Regions from separate parts of the Rattus norvegicus genome. Here region 2 is linked to region 1. A link is a contact called in public Hi-C data. All regions are on one chromosome and are shown on one strand. The core of a region is the stretch at or near the end of the contact, and the rest is flanking DNA. Distances in the headings are between cores, read along the strand shown.

The links. A called contact is a pair of places that touch in the nucleus more often than the background predicts.
Region 2: a contact with region 1 is called in a Hi-C map of liver, with 3 times the contacts expected there. The contact joins the enhancer-like site here to the promoter of Stbd1 in region 1. A contact is called at or near these places in 6 of 12 Hi-C or Micro-C datasets (the Rat2 cell line, kidney, liver and 2 more).

Annotation. Positions count from the first base shown.
Region 1 is chr14:15,756,177-15,762,010 of GRCr8, forward strand. Stbd1 (starch binding domain 1) reads right to left here and starts at 1,998. Exons shown (of 2, transcript NM_001013988.1): 1 at 1,717-1,998; 2 at 1-244. The coding sequence starts at 1,942.
Region 2 is chr14:15,870,971-15,876,671 of GRCr8, forward strand. The region is part of intron 2 of Scarb2 (scavenger receptor class B, member 2); the gene reads left to right. Among named protein-coding and RNA genes, the nearest start is that of Nup54, 28 kb to the right of the region's middle. Within about 2 kb of position 1,626, at least 22 of the 93 cell types and tissues checked have an H3K27ac peak or open chromatin away from gene starts, as enhancers often do. A contact at or near this core is called in liver, where this site is marked.

The sequences.
Region 1 (5,834 bases), core at 748-3,247:
GCCACACTGCCCGCTACTTTAACAGCTGTTTCGTGTCCTTTGGGGAGTCTCCATTCGCCTACACGAGATTCTGGGCTTTGATTTCTTGACGTTTCAGAGTTAGCTCTGGAGTGTGTATCTGGGACCTTTCCCACAGGAACATATTCTCTGGCATTGCCAACATTCTGCAGTCTCTGTGCTTCCGTCAGGTTACCAAGATCTTTGCTCTCAGAAATCAAATGTCCATTGCTCTCTCGAAGATGCTCTAAGAAAGGAGAGTGCAGTAACATTAGGTGGTTCCAAAGGAAACTTCAGGAAACTGGTTGCTGTTGTCTTTCTAGGTGCAGTTCAAGGCCCTGTTTGTACCTATTTGCACATTCCCATTCCTGCTCTAAGAGCACACGTGTAGAGCCAACGATCAAAATCAAACTCAGGAGTCCCAGTGAACACCATGAGAGAGAATGAAATGGCAAGTTGCAAAGTCTCCCACAGTCCAGACCATGCTGGCAGGTATCCAGAGTTAAACCACTTGGCTCTGTCATTTAAAAAAAAAAAATGCTGTCCAAGGGTTAGGGCAGGAACTTAGCACAAGGCCCAGCCAAACATGCCGATGGCTTCTGTGGAACAAGGGATTACATGGCTCCCTTGCACCAGAGAGGACATCTGAACTCCCTCAAAGTGAATGTAAGACGTGGGGGCCAGCTCCAGCTAACAGGAGGGCATAGCAACAGAGCAGTCTGTGAGGAATACTGAGCAGAATTGGGGGGGAAGGGGTGTTAAGGGAAAAAGAAAGTCTTCATTCAACAAGCACGAGATTTTTCTCCCCTTTATAAGTACACACAGTTATGACAACTGTTCTTAAAAGCATACATCCAAGTCCTCTAAAAACCTGCTTCCTTCCTGGCTACCTCTCCTACAAGCCCAAACACCCTAAAACCATAAATCAGCAAGGGGTTGGGAGAACTCTTGCTACATTTTTGCCTCTTTTTAAGGGTGAGCTTTGAAGTGAGGTGTCAACAACTATTACTCTGAATTCCCAATTTTCTGAAGAAAACAGATGAGCAGTAGGAAAGGTTTTTCACGGAGTAGCTACAAATGACCACTAAAAATAAGTTCTGCCAGGCAGCTGGCAAAGGGCACAGGAGCTAAGGGTTTATGCCAGTGCGCACTGATTGCCTGCTGCAGGATCTCCAAAATGACGGTTTAAACTTAGGTGACAATTCTCATGAGTTGGATTCCCTCGTAGGCCACCACCCTGGGCTGTTTTAAGTGTTCACGCGGCCAGCGCACAGCCTTACTAGCTACAGTGGCCTTCGTGACCCAAGTCTAAGAAGGACTGTCCAGATGTAGACGTGAGTGCTCAACGCTCATGAGCCCCAGATCTAAAGAGGGGTGTGGTATGTCAGGACTGGAACTCAGAGGGTGTCCCTCCCTGCTCTATCAGAAACTGAAATTGTTGTGAGATGCCCCTCAAGCCAGCCTCGTGTGCACTGCGCCAAGCGCGGCCAGGCGGAGGACCGTGCTCGCTGAGGCCGCAGGAGTTGGGCGCGGCCTCCGGAGGACCCGCCTGGCTACTCCAGGACAGGACAGCCCCGGAACGCGATGAGGACTGAAGAGGGTTCAGTTCGGGGTCGGGGAAGCTGGTCCACCAGAACCCACCCGCACAGCTCCAGGTGCCTTTCATTTCCCCTTCCCCGGGGAACGTGAAAACAACTGGCTCGAGAGGAGGAAGAGTACCTGCTTTGGAGACCAGCTCCCGATCGGAAGGTTCAGGGCTCAGGCCGCCACTGCCACCACCACCCGGACCGCCTCCCGGGGCCGCAGCCTCCCCTGGAGGTGCGTCTTTCAGCGGCTCCGCACCCCCGTCTTTCCCCGGGGCCCCAGAGTCACCCCGCAACAGCCACAGGATGAGCGCTCCGGCCAGACCCCCGCCGACCAGCAGGGCTGACCAGACGGCGCCCATGGCTGAGAGGCTGCGGGAGAATAAGAGTCCCGGTGCACGGCTCAACTCACCCCGCACGGCCACACCCACCCCGCCCGCCCCAGCCTTTTACGGTTCGGTGGCGGCCAGCCCAGCCCTCCGCGGCCGCCGCGAACTTTCCCGGCCCCGCCTCCCGACCCGCTCGACCCGCCTCCGGCCTCCTCAACCCGCGATCGCCTACTCTCATCGGTGCTCCTGGTCTCACTCCACTCTATCCCATGCCAGAAGAGCCCGGTTGCGCACAGCGCCGAGCGAGGCCGGGGGTGTGGGGGTGCCCGGAGCTCCGAGGCTGGTGAAGGCTCGGTGCCCAGGGCTCTTGCTGGAGCGTTAGCAGAATCAGGGGTGGAGAGGGTGAGGGTCGTGAGGAGGGCGCAGAGGCTTCCAGACTAGAAGTCTTTAGGCTGTCTCAAACTCTTCTTGCGTCTCAAGTTGTGAGTTACAGCCTGCATCAACAAGCCTTTTCCTCCTATCTCTTTCTGTGGAGCTCGCTGCAGCACAATGCACGCCCACCCCGCTGAATTGGATATTCCCCGGGGATGGAATCCCTTCAAGTAAATATTAACAAAGCAGCGACCCTTTATCACAGCGTCATATATTCAAAGTGGTTTTGTGATAAATTTAAATCGATCCTCACACAGCAGAAGCCCTGTGAGAGAAGAATTAGATCACACTGCTGTGCACCGATGTGCACACCTACTTCAGGGTAATGAGCCAGGACTTTTTACTTCAGACCTGGAGTCGTTCCCTTAAACACATAACGCACATTCTGTTGCTGAGGCCACAGCTGGAAAGTATATGCCTCGCAATTATTGCTAACATGGCTCCCTCTGGGAGGATCGATCTCTCAACAGTGCTCCTTGCTGGATCCCTGAGATCATAAAAGATCACACAGCATCTCTTGACAGGGACTGCCCGGTGGGTTGCTCTTCTCTTGGCATAGGCTGCAGTTCCTAAGGGAGTAGTAGGTAGATAGGTAGGAAATAGAGCAACACAGTGACTCCTGCTTTATTATTAACTTGCTTAATATTCAAATGGATACTGCTTTACCTGTACAAAGAGCATCACTCAGCCCTCGTCAGAGAAGCCGCACCAAGACCCACTTGGAGTACTCAGTCCTAAACGGGATGAATCCCTTTATTGAATCCCTCCCCTCAAGGCTTAAGGATCTAAGTGAAGAGGAGGTGGACGGTGGAAGGAGGAAGCCAGGGGTGGTGGGTGACTCCAAGGAGACAGTGCCTTGCAGGCACAACAGGACTCCATGCACTCGTGCACGTACAGAGATTTAAACAGCTTGAACAACACCTGCATAAGCCAGAACCAGACTGAATCCAAGCACTGAGCAGGGGTGGGGGTGGGGTGGGGTGTGTGTGTGAGCGCCAAGTCCCACTTCTAACCAAGAAGCTGCTTGCAACAACTGATACCTGATGGAGGGGAAAATCAGTTTTCTCCAATGGAGTCTCACTGGGTATATCAGCCACATGCCAGGAGTCAACACACACAGGCTCCATGTTTTGTTTGTTTGTTTGTTTTGTGTGTGTGTGTACTTTTTGTTTTGTTTGATTTATTTTTTTGGTCTTATTAATTTTCTTTCTTTGTTGATATTCGGTTTTTTGTTTTGTTTTGTTTTGTTTTTGTTTTCTTTCTTGAGAAAGGGAAGGTGGAGAACATGAAGTCAGGTGGGTAAGAAGACAAGAAGGCTCTGGGATGAACTGAGAGGAAAGAATATGATCAAAATATGCTTAAAATTAATTTAAAAATGTAAATAATTTAAGACCCAAGCCAAGAAGATAGGTAGATAGTCAGAAAGATATAGACGAAGGAGAGGTGGAAGAGGAGAAACACACAGATAATCCAGAGAAGCAGAAGTAGAGGAGAAAGGCCGAGCTGCCGGATGATACGTCCAATTCAACTCACCCAGGCTAACCTGAGTCACAAGGCTTGCAGGCTGCCCGTCTTCAGACTAGATAGAGGCTAGCAGATCCAACGGCAGCCATGTCAGGCCTTCACGGAAGACTCTCCAATGACCCTACATCTTATAGCGAAAACCTGTCCCCATGACCTCTCGGGCTTCAACCTCGCTGGCCCTTTCCAGCCACAGTGGCTTCCTCAAGTTACATAGATTCCCAAGTGCCTTGCGAGCATGACTTACATAGAACTTGGTGTGTTCCCTGTCAACTACATTTCATGTCTTGATTAGAGATTAATGGTGAAGTTGGGTTCACCGTAATACGGTCTGGAATATCCAAACCGTAGCGTGTACCTTCCACCATAAACCAGTGAGCATAAGCCCATGCTTTCCTTGAGTTTGGTGAATTTACGATTCCAAAAAGGAAGATAGGTAGGTAGGTAGTCAGAAGAAATAGATTAGGGAAAATTAGAATAGTGCTCCCTTGAGTTCCAGCAAATCATGAAACCCAAGGAAAAGACTGCTAGATCTCAGAAGTTCATCAGTCAACAGAAGCAGAAAACTCGTGGACTCGCGGATTGTTGAAGTGGGAAGAATCTTAAACTGAGCCCTTTAACATATGAGATCAAAACTGACTGACCAGGTAGAAGTCAGAACTGTGTTAAATGGGAGGACATCGAGTTGATGCCCAGGAGTTGCTTGGTGTGCAAAACCTCTCCCTACTTACCAGCTCTCTCCGTCTGGAGAGGTTTTTTAAGAGTGGAACAGAGTAAACCTACCTTTCCACTGACCTCTGCCCTGCTGGTCTCAGTGTCCACACCCTGTGCAGACCTCATCTGTGCAGGCTGTGTTGTGCCCTGCAACGATTCTCGGCTTAACCCTGCTCAGTCTTTCCTAAAGCTTGGCAATGTGAATCCACTCAGAATCTCCCATTTCTCAGATGAACACACTCTCTTTTAAAAATCTGAATTCTGCACATAGGAACTTCTTAGCACAAGGTCTGGGGGTTTCTTAGGATGTACTTCTTTTTGGAACTTGTCTCTTCCTTCAGCTCGCAAATCCCTTGAGGGTCAGAGAGTCTGTTCATCAAATGCCACGTCTATCACGTAATACACTCTTTCTTTTATTGTTGCTTTTCATTGAGAGCCTTGCTGATGTAATTGATGCCGGCCCCTGGCTAAGTGCTTCACCAGGATTACCTCATACATATTTCATCAGAGGCCTGATCTGATCAAGGTCATCCAGGGCATGACTAACCAGGGGATTTGATCCCAGACCCCGGGCCAGAGCCTCTGGCTATACGTGTTCACATTTCAACACATACCTTTTAGAAGTGTGTGAATTTGGATGGGTGACATCATGGCTGCCTTCCGGGAATATTCCAGCACTGCAGGCATGCTGGTAGTTTCCAATTCCTCTCTCTCCAAGCCCTGGCTCTCTGGGGATGTACCACAGCACCTGTTCCTTTCTGTCAAACGCTGTGCCTGTGTCTCCATGTGACATTCTCCGCAGGCAAGCCCTCCCTGCAGATCAGTCACGTCGGAGCCTCCCAGCCTCAGGTTTCATAGAGACATTTTCTAACTGCAACTGTTTGCAAACCTCTGACTCATCTTGACACCTGGATGGACTCCAGGCTGAGATGCTTGGTAATGATGAAACCTTTAGAAATGGAGAATCTGTATTGGAATAACCAGCTAGTTCACCATGGCGGGGCGGGGAAGGGGAGAGGGCGGAGCTAGTTTAGTCGGGGCGGGGCTAGGTTATCGGGGTGGAGCTAGTTCAGTCGGGGCGGGGCTAGGTAAGCCGTGCTGCTTGAAAAGGTGTGTTTCAGGTGGAATAAAAATCACCAAACCGTGAAAATGTTGAAAGTACAAGGCTAAGGAATAAAAGCCAAGACACTGTCACCTTGAGAGTACAGGACATAGGAGGCTGTTTGGATATAATTATATCCAATGCAGGACGGTTAGA
Region 2 (5,701 bases), core at 376-2,875, 110 kb after region 1:
GTTGACCTCCATACTTTCGTTAAGTACTTGTTAAATCCACAGCATCCTCTTAATAAGCCTTGGTTTTGTGTTCCGTAGATTTTCCTTCATATTGCTTCTTTCTATGTATGACTGCTTTGACAGAAATAAGAAAAGTGTGTGTGCTAAATCTTAAGTGGGTTTGTTTCTCTTTGAGAGCGGCTCTCTCGCTTAGCCTAGGTAGAGCCCACTCATTAAGGAAGGCTCCCTAGTCAGTGACCCCAGAGTGTTCCAGCACCGGGGTTACAAACGTGTGCCACCGTGACCTACCTGCCTGTTTATGTGGGTTCAGGAGATTGAACTAAAGTCTTCATGCAAGGCAAGCATTTTTCTGACTGAGCTGTCTCCTCAGCCCTCCTAGATTAAGATTTATTTTGGGGTGTGTGTGTGTGTGTGTGTGTGTGCGCGTGTGCGTGTGCGTGTGTGTGTGCAGGTAGAAGCTGGAAGAGGGCATCAAATCCCCTGGTGTCAGAGACACAGGTGAGTCACATGACATGGGTGTGGGAGCCAAACTAGGTCCACCACTGAGCCTTCTCTGCAACCCCTCTTCTACCATATTTTAGCTTAAGGAAAAAAACCCTCACTCCCACTTTCCTACTGTTTTGGGGAGTGTAAATTAATGCCATTATGAAAAACATATGGGAGTTCTTTTAGAAAACTAAAAATAGAGCCTCCGTCTAATTCATGCAACTCACCACTGGGTATCCAGCCAAAGAAAAAATGAGACTGACCGGTTGAAGAGGTGTGGGCACTTACACGGTTACCTTAGGACTGTTCACGGGATCCTGTCTGGTATTTAAATGGCAGTCTCCCGTGCCTCAGTGTGGATTCCTTGAAGACAGGAATCAGGATGTAGCATCCCCTGTCTCCAGAACCCGGCACAGAGTGGTGATGCCGCATGGTCATGACAGAATGTCCAATGTCCGGTCTGCAGGGTGCTTCAGCTGAGGTTACATTCCTAGGATTTATTTCTCTGTGGGACAAGCACACTGTGGGCACCACTTTACCAGTAAAAAAGCAAAGACAGAAGTCACGGGAAGCAGGCTCACACTGCAATTCCCCACTAGAGTGGCTGAGGCAGAGGGATGGCTGAATGTTTCACAGAGTTTGTAAGGCGTTATCTGAGAAAAAAGATAAAGTTTCCCTCTCTCTTTCTCCTGCTCCTCCTCCTCTTCCTATTTGTCTGTCTGCCCCACCCCTGAAGTTACACCTTTCTTTCTTCCTTTCTTCCTTTCTTCCTTCCTTCCTTTCTTGCCTTTCTTTCTTTCTTTCTTTCTTTCTTTCTTTCTTTCTTTCTTTCTTTCTTTCTTTCTTTCTTCCCTCCACCCCCTATTTACCCCAGGTGACTTCCCGAGTCTTAGTCCTTGTAGCCAGTGAAAGCGCCCACCCAAGATCAGCTTCCCAATAAACTGCCTTGAATATCAAAAAAAAGGAAAAAGATAAAACCGAAGAAACCACGAGTGACTTTTTATTTAGTCTGTCCCATAGCCAAGTATTAGTGTAGACAGGACTGAGCAAAAAGCCCGAGTCAGATCTCACCCTACACCTCTCTCCAGTGAGCTCAGTCGCTGACGCCAGCCACCACCGGGATAGGGCCACAGTGATTTTCCATAGAGAGCTGTGGGTGAGCCCAAAGGGCTAACCCCGTTTGAGATGAATGTAATGACTAAAGGTCAGGGCATTACATTGCTTGTTTTCCTTTTGGTGTTGACGACTGAGCCCAGTGCATGCTGGGAAAGTGCTCTTCCAGCCCTGAGATGTGACCCCATCCCTAACCCATCCCGTTGTAAGAACCAATTTATCCAGCATCTCTAGGGAGTGGGTAGCACAGCTGTTGATTTCTCCAGTGAATTAAAACTGGTTTTTTTTTTTTTTCATTCCGTGTGTTTCTTCTTCCTATGTGATTCAGTAGTTCACGGGGTGTAACTCAAACATTTCCTTCTTTTGTTTGCTTTAGAGACAGTCTCGCTCTGCAGCCCAGGCTGACCTGGAATTCACTGTGTATTCTAGACTGACCTCAAAGTTACAGCACTCTTACCTCAGCTTCCCAAAGCCAGAGACTGCAGGGGGAAGTCACCATGCCAGGCTTCTTTCTTTCATTTCCTTCTTATTTTATTTTTGTTTTTGATGTTGTTTTTTAAACAGAGCCTTGGTATATGTAAGCTATGTGGCCCAAGTCGGTCTGAAACTTCTGGATTCTTAGATTCAAGTAATCCTCCTGCTTCAGCCTCTCCCGTGCTGAGATTACATGTAATCCCACCATACCAGAATTTTCGTTCAACTCTCTTCCCTCCCTCCTCCTCTCTCCCTCCTTGATTCCTTGTCTAGGCTCAAGATGGCTTTTGTTTGTTTTAAGCAGTTGTCTGTGTTTCTAAATAGTTCTTAGGCCTCCTCTAATATGGTTGACAGTAATCTGATCACTTCTTGATATCTGTCTTGTTTCTCAAGCAACTTCACTGTATCAGGTTGACTCTTGTTGATCAGTTGGTAGCTGGCATGCATTCGTGTGTGTGTGTGTGTGTGTGTGTGTGTGTGTGTGTGTGTGTACATGAACATGTGTGTGTTGCTAACCTGGTTTGCTGGTATTGTCATCAAAGTCCCTCCCCTTATCTATCTGAGCATTGCCAGAAGGGGGACTTTTTTTTTTTTGGCTGATCATGCTGCTTTGAGAGAGTTTCCCACCTCTTCTCTTTCTCTCCCTCTCTCCCTCAGCAGAGTAGGAAGCCATGTCTTACTAGGTTTTTGTCGTCCCCCCCCCCCCAACACACACACACAGCACTTTGTAAAGGCCAGGTGTCGGCGATGATTTAGGATCGCTGGGGAACTGCAAGTAGCTGAGGGAAGTCACAAGGTTAGCTGAGGGTAGAGTGTCAGAGTCAGCGTCCCACAGGGTAATACTGGAAAACCTTGGCTTTGACTGCTGGGCTTTATTAAGAAACCAAGTCAGGTTACGGGCCTAAATTGATTGGCATCTCTGTCCTCAGTTTACCCTTAGATTTCCCCATCGTAAGGAACTTCTTAAAAATCGTCTCCTCAGTGAGTGAAAATAGTCCTGGGCTCGGCAGTGGTTGGCCTTTAGTTCACGACTAAGACTCAGGGGAAGGAAACAAGCAACATATGCATAGCAAAGGCCCTGATTTTGACCTTGGGACACGTGACCGAGTTGGCCCTTGGACTTCCTGGGTGACAGGTGCTGCCCCCTGGACCAGCTGCCTTTGGATTCAAATTGGTGCTCACCTGGGTCACCTGTGCTCATTCCTCAGTGGGATGTTGGTCACAGTGGGGACTCAGTCACCCTTATCGACAGCCCCTGCAGACCCCAGCCCCTGCAGATGGTCTGTCCTCGGTCTCAGTGCGGTGGCTCCAGGAGAGGACCCTTCAGTGGAGATGCCAGTTTTGGCTGAGCAAGTGTTTGGCTCGGAAATTTCCTCTCCTCCGTCTTCTTCTAATAATCACTTTGAACTAACTTCCGAGGTCAGGTGACCGAGGCTTTAAACCTGTCCGGTCCCCAAATTGTTTTCTCCTTCACAACGACCAGGTTATAATTTCTAGAGGAGGAAGTTTTGATCTCAAGCAAGGGAAAGCACCTATGCTCAGAGGGAATCAGGAGAGCCTGTTTGCAGGCTGTAAAGTAGTTTAATGGAGACCAAAGGAGAAGCTCAGCAGGCAGGGCAGGTTTAAAGTTCCACACTACAAGCCAGGCCACTCGGGCAAATCTGGAATTCCAGTACTTAGAAGGCTGAGGCAAGACTGCTAGTTCAAGGACAGCCTGGCCTATGTAGTGAGCCCCCCTGCTTCAAAACAGAAAGTCAAATAAACCTGAAAATCAAGCTAAAAATCTGAGTCATAGGAATGTGTGCTTCATCAGATTCCATGAGCTGCACCAGGAGGATGCTGGACCTCCAGGGGGTCCAGATCGAGAAGTCATAGGAACTGTTACACTAAGGCCCCCAGCACCCTGAGGAGTGAGTGAGTGGTCCAGGACAGAGAGGAAAGGAAATCGGGCTGCCACCAGAAGAAAGGGGCCGGAAATCAAACAACAACACGAGTCACTGAAAACCTCTGGATATTTTTGAACACCGCCATCTGCACCTGGTACATTGTATACTCCTAGAAGACATGGTTGTTTTCTTTGTCACAGTTATTTAAATCTGGCCTGCACTAACAGGCGCTCATTAGTTACATCCCACTGATGTTGTTAGTAACCTTTTAGGAGGTCTGACCCAGAGGAAGCAAAGGTCAGATCTTCATGGGTAATATAGCTCAGTGCTTTGCACTATAGAACACTCGAAGACCTCTGCTTATCACACGTGACATTGCTAATTCGTGTTCTTTTCTAGTCTTGTTTTAAATAAGAAAGTATGAGACACAGGGGGCTCACACTGGAATCCCAGTTCTCAGAAGGCTGAGGCAGGAGAGTCACTTCAAGTTTGAGGTCAGTCTGGTCTATATAGTGAGTTCTAGACCAGCCAGAACTACCCACCAGGACCCTGTTGAAAAACAAAGACAAAACCAACCCCAAACTAGAGAGACTTTAAGAGGAGTTATGACAGAATAGTCCGGCTTCTGCCCTCAGCTTGTTTGCCGTCTTCTCAGAGGTCGCATGGTAATTCCTTCACAGTCTGAAGGATTTCACTCAGAGGTTTAGAACTGAGTGCCTAAAGCAAGTGCAGTTAGCAAACTCCCGAGATGTGTGAAAACAACAGCAACAGCAATAGCAACAGCCCCCAGAATCCCCAGGTCAAAAGGGCCTATGGGGGACGAGGTTGTGGCCCAGCTGCCTGGGGCCTTCTAACCTGTATGCGTTTTCAGACTCTTAGAGGACATTTTTTTTTTTTTTTTTTTTTTTGGTTCTTTTTCTTTCGGAGCTGGGGACTGAACCCAGGGCCTTGCGCTTCCTAGGTAAGCGCTCTACCACTGAGCTAAATCCCCAGCCCCCTCTTAGACGACATTTTGTTAACCACATATCTAACAAAAGACTTTCTAGATAGAAGTGATGGTCCATGCCTGAAATCTTAACATTTGGGAGGCGGAGACAGGACCATTGCCCCTAGTTGGGGACTAGCGTGGGCTAGCATGGGCTACCGAGTCAAATCCTATCTCAAACAAAATAAAACAAAAAGCTACACCAAATTTAGAAAAAAAAAAAAAGTACCGCACTCAAATATTATTTTATTGCTGGAGAGATGGCTCAGCAGGTTAAGAACACTGACTGCTCTCCCAGAGGTCCTGAGTTCAATTCCCACCAACCACATGGTGGCTCACAACCATCTGTGATGGGATCTGATGCCCTCTTCTGGTGTGTCTGAAGACAGCTACAGTGTACGCACGTACATAAAATAAATAAATAATTACACCTTTAAAAATATTATTTTATATTATTTTATTTGATGACTGAGTGTTTTTGTTTTTTGTTTTTTTTTTCCTGGAGCTGGGGACCGAACCCAGGGCGTTGCGCTTTCTAGGCAAGCGCTCTACCACTGAGCCAAACCCCCAACCCGGACTGAGTGTTTTGATACATCTTGGGTTTCTCACCTTCAAAGAGTCCTTCCAGGCCTGCATACTGAGCCCCGCCCACTCCTTCCCCCCCCTTTTAAAAACAAAGTCTCACACTGTAGCCTGGAACTCACTACCCACTTGGACTTGTCAGTGATCCTCCTGCCTCAGCCTCTTGGTGCTGGGA